Linked DNA regions of Mus musculus: regions 1 and 3 are each linked to region 2. A link is a contact called in public Hi-C data. All regions are on one chromosome and are shown on one strand. The core of a region is the stretch at or near the end of the contact, and the rest is flanking DNA. Distances in the headings are between cores, read along the strand shown. Region 1 overlaps Mbd5 (methyl-CpG binding domain protein 5). Region 2 holds the start of Orc4 (origin recognition complex, subunit 4). Region 3 overlaps Mbd5 (methyl-CpG binding domain protein 5).

Region 1 (2,814 bases), core at 294-2,793, 190 kb after region 2:
GTTTTCTTCTTTCAGTTTTCTTCTCATCTGAGAGACCTCCTTATTTCTATTTTCCAAATTTGTAAATGTCACTTTTATTTCCTCAGGAGGAATGAGATGAAAGCTATACTGTGCTGTGCAAATACCCAATTTGGGTTAAGCCCAGAGTATTTTTCTTTTCTTTCTGACTATTCCTCGGCCTAGGGCTGAAAGCTTCTAGCCTCCATATGACCTAATCTTCCAAGATGACTGATTCAGTCCAGTTTTCCTCGACTTCTGAACAACTTGTTCTACTTGGCCTCATATTAATTTTAGCAATATATTCTAATCTTCTGGCTCTTTCTCATTCTCTGGTTCATTCTGTCTTCACCTATATCTAGCTTGTTCTCTCTTCAACCTGTCTCTGTCAAATTTCCCTGGTAAAACCGTCATACACAGTACCTACACCACACCATACCACTCCACTCCACATCATACCACACCATACCCTTTTTCTCTCTGCTTGCTCTTAAGTAGTCTCTCTCTCTCTCTCTCTCTCTCTCTCTCTCTCTCTCTCTCTTTCTCTCTCTCTCTCTCTCTCTGCTGTTCTCATGTGAATTGGGTATATCATATCTGACTCATTCTGTCAAATCTTTCTCTGATTCATCATTTTGTCTGCCCCTTAATTAGACTTTACTTTCAAACATGGCTGTTTCCTTGTACAAACTCACTTATCTTCAATGTTATGGATTAAAGGAGAATGCTAAAGGCATGCCTGTGTTCCAGCCAGATCATACTGTAAACCGGGGCATGTCTTCATTTTGGCAGGATCTTATCTTTAGATGTGATACCTTGTCAGAGCAACAATGTAGAATTTTTGTCTCCCTCTAAGGTTTTCTTTTTCAATTGGTGAATGTTTATTTCTAATAATTTTGCTGTGATTCTCTATATAACTGTTCTCATCTTTTTCGTTGGTTTGTTATACAATTTCTTGTTACTTTACATAGGTGCTCTTTCTTCCCTCTTTATGAATCTAAGAGTTTATTTTGAGATAATTTCTGAGCCAGGTAGTAGTGGTGCGTTCCTTTAATCCCAGCACACAAGAGCAGGCAAATCTCTTGAGTTCAAGGCCACCCTGGTCTACATAGTGAGTTCCAGGACATCAGGACTACATAAAGAAACCCTGTTTCAAAAAAAAAATTAAATTAACAATAATAATAATAATTTTTTCTGTTTTGCTCTATGAGCATATCCATCGTTTTTCATTTCCCATTCTCTTCATCTACAGATCCCTCTGCTGTGCTGTTTTACTCTCTTAGCTTCAGTTTTCCTCAGATGCTTTAACTTTGTAATTACAGGTTTGTTCTGGTTCTATACGTTTCCTTACTATGTCACTGAGTCAGTGGATTGATTGGCCTGGATTTTAGGACCTCGGCTTTTTGTATAAAGGTTAATTAGCTCCAAAGGATTCTTTCTCAGTCTATTTCACAGTTTAGGAATTCACATCTCATTGCAATTTCATGTTCTAAGAGACTGGCTCACTCTTATTATTTATGATCTGTGACGTGCCAGTTTCTATTTTTAGTGCAGCTTTGTTTTTAAACAGCCTTCCTGAGTGTAGGCTACCCTTAGAACTTGCCAAACTCATAGTCATCCTATTCCAAACTCCCAAATTCTAGCATTTTAGTAGTAGGCCTCCATGCCTAGCCAGCTATTTTTTTTTTAATGTTTTTCGAAATCTCTTATACTTTGTAATTTGTATTTTATTGGTGATCACTGAGTATCTGATTCACAGAAGTGTCTTAAATGTGCATTTACAGTAGCATCCATGTAGTTTCCACACTAAGATTTGGAAATTACAGTTTCAATCTTTGTCAAGCCTGTCATGTATGACATATATACAGGTCAGACTGCTGCCCAGGTATGGTGATCACAATAAAAACATGCCTAGCAATTCATATTCTGGAACCTGACTTATGGACTCAAATTGAATAGATTTAAATTTTGATGGCGATATTATTTTATAAGATTCAACTTTTCAGAGTCTTTATTTCCTCATTTGTTTTTTAAAAAGTATATCTAACTCATGAAAATTCTTAAAAGACTAATGTAGTAATAGATAAAGCATCAGCATATATTATAACTCAGGGTGAACTTTTTAAACAATACTGTTGTATGTGTTTGTGTATGTGCATGCGTGCATATGCGTGTGTGTTATTGAGGTTATTAACTGTGTGCATATAAATTATCTTCTAAGGCGATTTTTACTACTAAATATTCTTTTTATTATAAACTGACTGTTAATACTTAGTCGCTGCCCTTGCCTTGCTCTGCACCTTCCCTCCTGATGTGGAGCTGTTATCTGCTAAGGAGAGGTAAACCACTTCTCTTTGGATATGGCTAGTGGTTGGGCCCAGACTCTGTGGATGGCCCCATTTCATGTGTTCATATGGACTCAGTGATTCTTTGTTGTTGTTGTTTTGTTTTGTTTTGTTTTGTTTTGTTTTGTTTTAAGATATGACCTGAAGTTGGGAGGGAGACGCATTGGAGAATTTTGGGAGGGAGCTAGAGAAAGGTAACGAGTAGGATATTTGATTTTATACACTCATTTGCACATGTGTGATATTTTCAGTGAATAAAAAAGGCTTAGCTATTCTCAGGACTGGGGTTTACTCAGATTAGGTATGGTGTCTGCTACACCAGAATAAGGACCTGAGGTTGCACTGGCATTTATCTGTTAGGCCAGGCTTAGGGTCTCAGTCTGAGGAGACTACAGTTCAATATGTGGAGCTCTCTGTCCATCCAGACTTGGCTAATCAGCAATTTCCAGGTCTTAAAACCCTGCCTCCAAAACAA
Region 2 (2,700 bases), core at 120-2,619:
AGATAATAGTAAGGTGGCACCAGAGGAAGAGAGGCCTGGAAGCAATTAGTGGGCCTGTTCCTGCCAGCTGCTACCCATGTTTTGGTTCTTGATTCATAGTGGTTACAGGTTATGTATGCTACAGTCGTTCTCTACATCTGTGTTTTGTGCAGTTTCCCACACACTTAGGCCATTACACAAAACAGGATTTAAAAGTTTTACCTAGGTCATAATAGTTTTCTATAAGAAGATTGAGACTTGGTTTTCTAATAAAAATTTTAGGGCACTGGAGTTTTGTTTTGAACCCATCTGACATAATTACCTCCCTAGGACGAAGGAAAAAAAAAAAAAAGCACCGTGCAATGGATACATTAAATAGCGTACTGTATAGACTTGCACCAAGAACAATTCGGGAAAATGTGTAACTTTTAACAGACTGAATCCTACTGAGCAGAACTAAAATAGTTAAGACTAAGTAAGAGTAAGTGCGAAGATCTCCGATTTTGAATTTTTTTTAATGTAACTTGGATTATTAAAGACGAGGTAATAGTCCTCCGATGTATCTTGACAAAAACCAGCTAAAAGACTAACGAAGAAAGTTAAAATGAAAAAGAAGCCGTTATTTCACTATAAAAAAAAGAAACACCCAGACAAAAAGCTTTCTCTTTAGCTCCACAAGAAAAGAATATTTCAAGGCTTTTCTTTTTTAGTGACAAAACTCTGTATGAAAGACCAAACAATCCCAAGCATCCTCAAACGGGCAGTCTTTTGTGTTTGCAGCATTAAGGCAGAGAGCATGCAGGGAGCCCTCACTCAGACCTTTCCTGCCCGTTCCTTGCCTACATGCCTACAGCTTCTCCAAAATCCCAAAGAAAACAGAAAAGTCAGGAAGGCAGGATGTGTATGAGCAAGGCTACCGCAGAAGCTGATCAAAAGGCACACATCTGGTTAGGTTTTTCCAAATATGTCGCACGCTCTAAAGCAGGTAGTGCTTCTCTCTCTGCAGAGAACCTGACCTCTCAACACTGCCCAATCATGTTCCTCACCCAAAAGCCTTCTGTAGCCCGTCTCTGCTGAGCTCTGTGCCCGCTTCGTCCACAGCAGCTCCCGGAAGCCGAGAGCCAGGGGCAGGCCTCCTGCTTTAGGCCTACCCGGCCTGCACGAGCCTCCCACTCCCCTCAGATTGTCCACCCGCCCGTAGCCACTGCGGCCCTCACCTTGCCTACGAGACCGGCCTTACCTCTCCCAGTCAAGCCTGCCTAAATCGGGCAAAGCCGGCCGCCGCCGACGGTGAGGACCGAAGGATGTTCACCACCTTCTCAGTCCCGCTGCTCCTACTGCAGCCCACCGCGCACAGCAACTCCCAGCATGCACGGCGACCGGCCGGCTTTGGCGGCCCCGCCCCCGCTCCGCCCCACCACGTGACCTGCTTTCAGGTCGGTCCCCGCCTACTTCCGTCCCTCCGCTCTCCCAGAGGAGGGAGGAGGCAGCTGGGGCTGCTCTAGAGTAGCAACTTCCTCCCTCTTCCCGCCCCCGCCCGGCTACCCCCTGCTTACAATGGCTTCCGGGTCGCCAGCGCCTTGGAGCCTTCTGGGAAAACCATCTCATTTCCTCCCCTCCCCCTCCTCCTTGCCTTCCACCAACCAGCCTCCCGTCAGAACGGGACATGCGCAGTGAGTGCCTCCCGTCTCGTCTCCCCGAGCCCCCCCTCCCCCCCAAGCAGAGAGACCCCAGCAGCAGCAGCAGCTGATGATGAAGAGAGAGGCAGTGGCAGAGGGGGGGCACCTTTTATTTCTATTTTTAAAGGGACAGGACACTAATTTTACCCCACTTCAACCTTGAATTGAGGGGGGTGGGGGGAAGGCGGCCGAGTTCCTCCCCCACCCTCCAGCTCTGAGCCCCGAGTGGGGGAATTGAGCCTGAGAGAGGAGAGGAGTTTCTTCTTCTTAGAAAAACCCCCATCCACGACTCCTACCCGCTCAGCCCTCCACACGCCTGCTTCCAGAGCCCCCTCCACCCTCCTTCTCTGTGGCCGGGAGAGAAGGAGAGAAAGAGACCAAAAGCCTCTTAGCAACACAGACCCTTGGCTGCTGCTGCTGCTACTGCTGCTGCTGCTGCTGCTGTTGCTGTTGCTGCTGCTTGGCCCTGGCTGAAGACATCTCCCTACACCGGGAGCAGCCACTTCCCCAGCTCTCCTCCTCCTCCTTCGCCTCCTCCTCCTCCACTCCCCCCCTTTATTACCCTTTGTGTCATCCTCCACAGCTCCAGGGAAGGCACTCAAAAGTGGGGGGCAGGAAAGGTAAGTGTGTCTGTGGGGGCTCCATTGCCTTCCTCTGGCTCTGACTTTCACTCCGGGGCAGCAGTAGCACCAAACCTCATACGCAGTGGAGCTCCGGGGTGAGGAGGGGGTGGTGCTGGGGGGGGGGGGAGTGAAGGAGGGGCGGGAGTGAGGAGGGGTGTGTGAGGTGGGGTGTCCACCCTGTCAGGGAAGGAAGGACACTTTTATTTTTATTTGCTGTTGTCAAAAGTGCTTTCTCCAGCTAACATCTGATTGTGTCTTGCTTCACTGGGGGAGAATACAAAAACAACCCCCTCCTTCCTCCAATGAGGCGCCAGGGAAAGAGACAGAAAAGAGGCATACTTTCTGGATGTCACTTAAAAAATTACGTTTGGAGAGATTTTTTTTTCCTCTTTCCTCAGGAAAAGCTGCCTGCATTTGTT
Region 3 (2,927 bases), core at 257-2,756, 260 kb after region 2:
ACAGGGCCCTCAATGGAGGAGCTAGAGAAAGTACCCAAGGAGCTAAAGGGGTCTGCAACCCATAGGTGGAACAACATTATGAACTAACCAGTACCCCAAAGCTCTTGACTCTAGCTGCATATGTATCAAAAGATGGCCTAGTTGGCCATCACTGCAAAGAGAGGCCCATTGGACTTGCAAACTTTATATGCCCCAGTACAGGGGAACGCCAGGGCCAAAAAGTGGGAGTAGGTGGGTAGGAGTGGGGGGGAGGGTATGGGGGACTTTTGGGATAGCATTGGAAATGTAAATGAGGAAAATACCTAATAAAAAATATTAAAAAAAGATATATATGACTTAAAATTGACATGGCAGTTTCAGTATCTGCAGAATAAGTCAAAGCAATACACTTTTACTTTAAGAAATAATAGTTTATCTAGGTAAAACTGTTTGATATGTTAATCTTGAGCTATTATAAGCAAAGATAGAATAATAGAAAAATCGGTTTAGTGGTATTTTGAGTTTCTAATAAATTTCAAAGCTGACCTGAATAATATTGGTACTTGGTGCATTAACCTCCAGAATTACTACCCTGTTTCAAAAGCTAAGAAACACATCTTTGCTAAATTGAAGAACGACTTCTCATTTTCTTGTTTCAGGCATTTTTTTACTTCATAAGATGTTACTGCCTTGTGATTACGAAGGCATGGTTCAATTATTTTTTTTCTTAAGGAGAATAAATAATTCCATTTTATCACAGTGGTTTCAGTTTTTATGGTATATTAGGAAAAGTTCTTCAGCAGTTTTAAATAGCCCTTTTCTCCCTTACCATAACTACTCAAACTTTTCTTCCCTTAATAAGAAAAATGTTCTAGTCTGTCTTAAAGTAAAAATAATAATTCTGGCAAGCGAACTTTTTAAAATTATTTGCTTATCTAGCTTTTTCTTAATGTCTCTTTCTAATGTCCATATTTTTATTGAAGTATACAGATATAATGAAATATAGTTTAAATGTGTTTTAACAATATATAGCAAGAAATATTTTTTAAAAAAATATGATTAGGTTATTAAAATGTTTGACTTTTCATGGACTCAATTGGAAAACAATAGTTTTTTTATGTGTAGATGAACCCTCCTATTGTTAGTATTGGTGGGGTTTACATTGTAAATGCTGTTGTATCAAGTGAAAGGAATTAGGACAAACTGAGGAATGTCCTAGAAAAAATGTAATTAAATAATTGAGGTGAGTAGTTGTTATTTTTCCTCACTAACATTAAAAGAGGTAGTCACTGGGAGGAATGGTCTCGTGCACCTTGGCTAAAGTTTATCCAGTTACTTCATAAACTGTCATTTTATTATAAAATACTAATACTTTTTAAATATTTTTTAAAAACACAGATGTAAAATAGAAAATTATTATCAGGATGTCTGTTTCCAGCAGTATGTCAGATTGTTTTACCCTGAATGACTGTCCTAATACAACAACCAAATACCACATGAAACAATGAATCATTCATGTGGGAGTAAATGCCTGGAATCTCAGCCACTCACGATGCTGAGACAGGAGGACTGTGAGTCAGAGACTACCCTTGGTTGTATTAGTTAATTTTTTCATTGATATGATCAAAAAAAAAAAAAGAAAGAAAGAAAGAAACTTGGTGAAGGAAGGAAGGAAGGGGCAGCTGGAGACATCTGGTCTACTGCACTCAAGAAGAGAGGTGAGTGCTAGTGTTCAGCTCACTCTCTCCTTTTTATTCAGTCCAGGATCCAAGCCCAGGGCCTGGCACCATCTTTCTCCAGAGGGATTTTTCTAGTCTCAATTAATGCAATATAGAAAATCAGAGACATACCTAAAGTTTGTCTTCTAGATCCTGTCATGTTGACAATCAATATTTGTCTCTTTTGCCCTTTGGCGAACATGTTTAACCCTTTTCTTTTCAGACCTAAGTATTCCTTCCTGTATTCTCTGTAGAGCTGGCCTATTGTTCCAGATCTCTTAAATATAATTTTATCATAGAAAGTTGTCCTGTCTCCCTTAACTGCAGCTGATAGTTTTGCTGAAGATGAAGTTTGCAGTAGTCGAAGTTGGTATATCTGGTATTTCATGACTTAGAGAACAACAGTCCATTCCGGCTCTTGTGGTCTCCATTAGAAACTATGGTGTTACTGTGATGGGCCTGCTTTTGTGTTTTCCCCTCTTGCCATCTTCAGTGTCCTTTCTGTCTTCTGTGTTCTGTTATATACCTGTTATGCTGTAATTGTTGCAATGCTGAGGGCCAAAGCTTCCCCGGTACAGATGTTGAACTGTGAAGGGGAAAGGTTCCCCATGGAAATGTTACATCTGAAGGGAACGGTGTCGGGAGCCAAGGACTCCCACATAACAAATCTCACACAAGAGATTACTTGGGAAAGTTACAAGAGGGTAGCTTCCTCTGCTCCAGGAAGAAGCTGCAAAGAGCTGAGCAGGAGACAGGCTGTTTGTTGGGTTTCTTTATTTTGTTTGTTTAAATCTAACTTGGAAAGACTTGTGTATTTGTAGATTTTTATGGATTAATCTCCTACGGGGTGGCCAAGGTAAGAGCGATTAGAGATATTTATTTGCTTGAGTTTTGTTTTGTTTTGTTTATAGGTCCTAACTTTATAAATCTTGTTTTCTTTTATTAGATATTTTCTTTATTTACATTTCAAATGTTATCCCCTTTCCTAGTTTCCCCTCCGAAAACCCCATATTCCCTCCCCCTATTCCCCAACCCACCCACTCCTATTCCTGTTCCTGGCATTCCCCTATACGGTGGCATAGAACCTTCACAATGGAAGGGTCTCTCCTTCCATTGATGGCCGACTAGGCCATCCTCTGCTACATATATAGCTAGAGCCACAAATTCCACCATGAGTTTTTGATTGGTGGTTTAGTTCCAAGGAGCTCTGGGTGTACTGGTTAGTTCATA

Evidence for each region. Hi-C and Micro-C count contacts between places; a contact is called where the count stands out from the background.
Region 1: a Hi-C map of uterus shows a contact between it and region 2, with 1.7 times the contacts expected there. The contact joins the enhancer-like site here to the promoter of Orc4 in region 2. A contact is called at or near these places in 9 of 39 promoter capture datasets (the 3T3-L1 cell line, 3T3-L1-derived adipocytes, the C10 cell line and 5 more), 1 of 484 Hi-C or Micro-C datasets (uterus), 3 of 115 datasets of contacts at active chromatin or transcription factors (the SCID.adh cell line, bone marrow-derived macrophages and embryonic stem cells) and 3 of 9 other capture datasets (adipose tissue, liver and pancreatic islet).
Region 3: a contact with region 2 is called in a Hi-C map of adipose-derived mesenchymal stem cells, with 2.0 times the contacts expected there. The contact joins the enhancer-like site here to the promoter of Orc4 in region 2. A contact is called at or near these places in 10 of 39 promoter capture datasets (3T3-L1-derived adipocytes, the C10 cell line, the HPC-7 cell line and 4 more), 2 of 484 Hi-C or Micro-C datasets (ECoMG myeloid progenitors and adipose-derived mesenchymal stem cells), 2 of 115 datasets of contacts at active chromatin or transcription factors (forebrain and neural progenitor cells) and 3 of 9 other capture datasets (adipose tissue, liver and pancreatic islet).

The regions. Positions count from the first base shown.
Region 1 is chr2:49,140,843-49,143,656 of GRCm38.p6, forward strand. All of the region lies in intron 5 of Mbd5 (methyl-CpG binding domain protein 5), which reads left to right. Among named protein-coding and RNA genes, the nearest start is that of Mbd5, 190 kb to the left of the region's middle. Within about 2 kb of position 1,544, at least 4 of the 459 cell types and tissues checked have an H3K27ac peak or open chromatin away from gene starts, as enhancers often do. A contact at or near this core is called in uterus, where this site is marked.
Region 2 is chr2:48,947,898-48,950,597 of GRCm38.p6, forward strand. Orc4 (origin recognition complex, subunit 4) reads right to left here and starts at 1,370. Exons shown (of 14, transcript NM_011958.4): 1 at 1,220-1,370. It overlaps Mbd5 (methyl-CpG binding domain protein 5), which reads left to right and starts at 1,611. Exons shown (of 17, transcript NM_029924.2): 1 at 1,611-1,652.
Region 3 is chr2:49,202,780-49,205,706 of GRCm38.p6, forward strand. The region is part of intron 6 of Mbd5 (methyl-CpG binding domain protein 5); the gene reads left to right. Among named protein-coding and RNA genes, the nearest start is that of Gm25215, 190 kb to the right of the region's middle. Within about 2 kb of position 1,507, at least 4 of the 459 cell types and tissues checked have an H3K27ac peak or open chromatin away from gene starts, as enhancers often do. A contact at or near this core is called in adipose-derived mesenchymal stem cells, where this site is marked.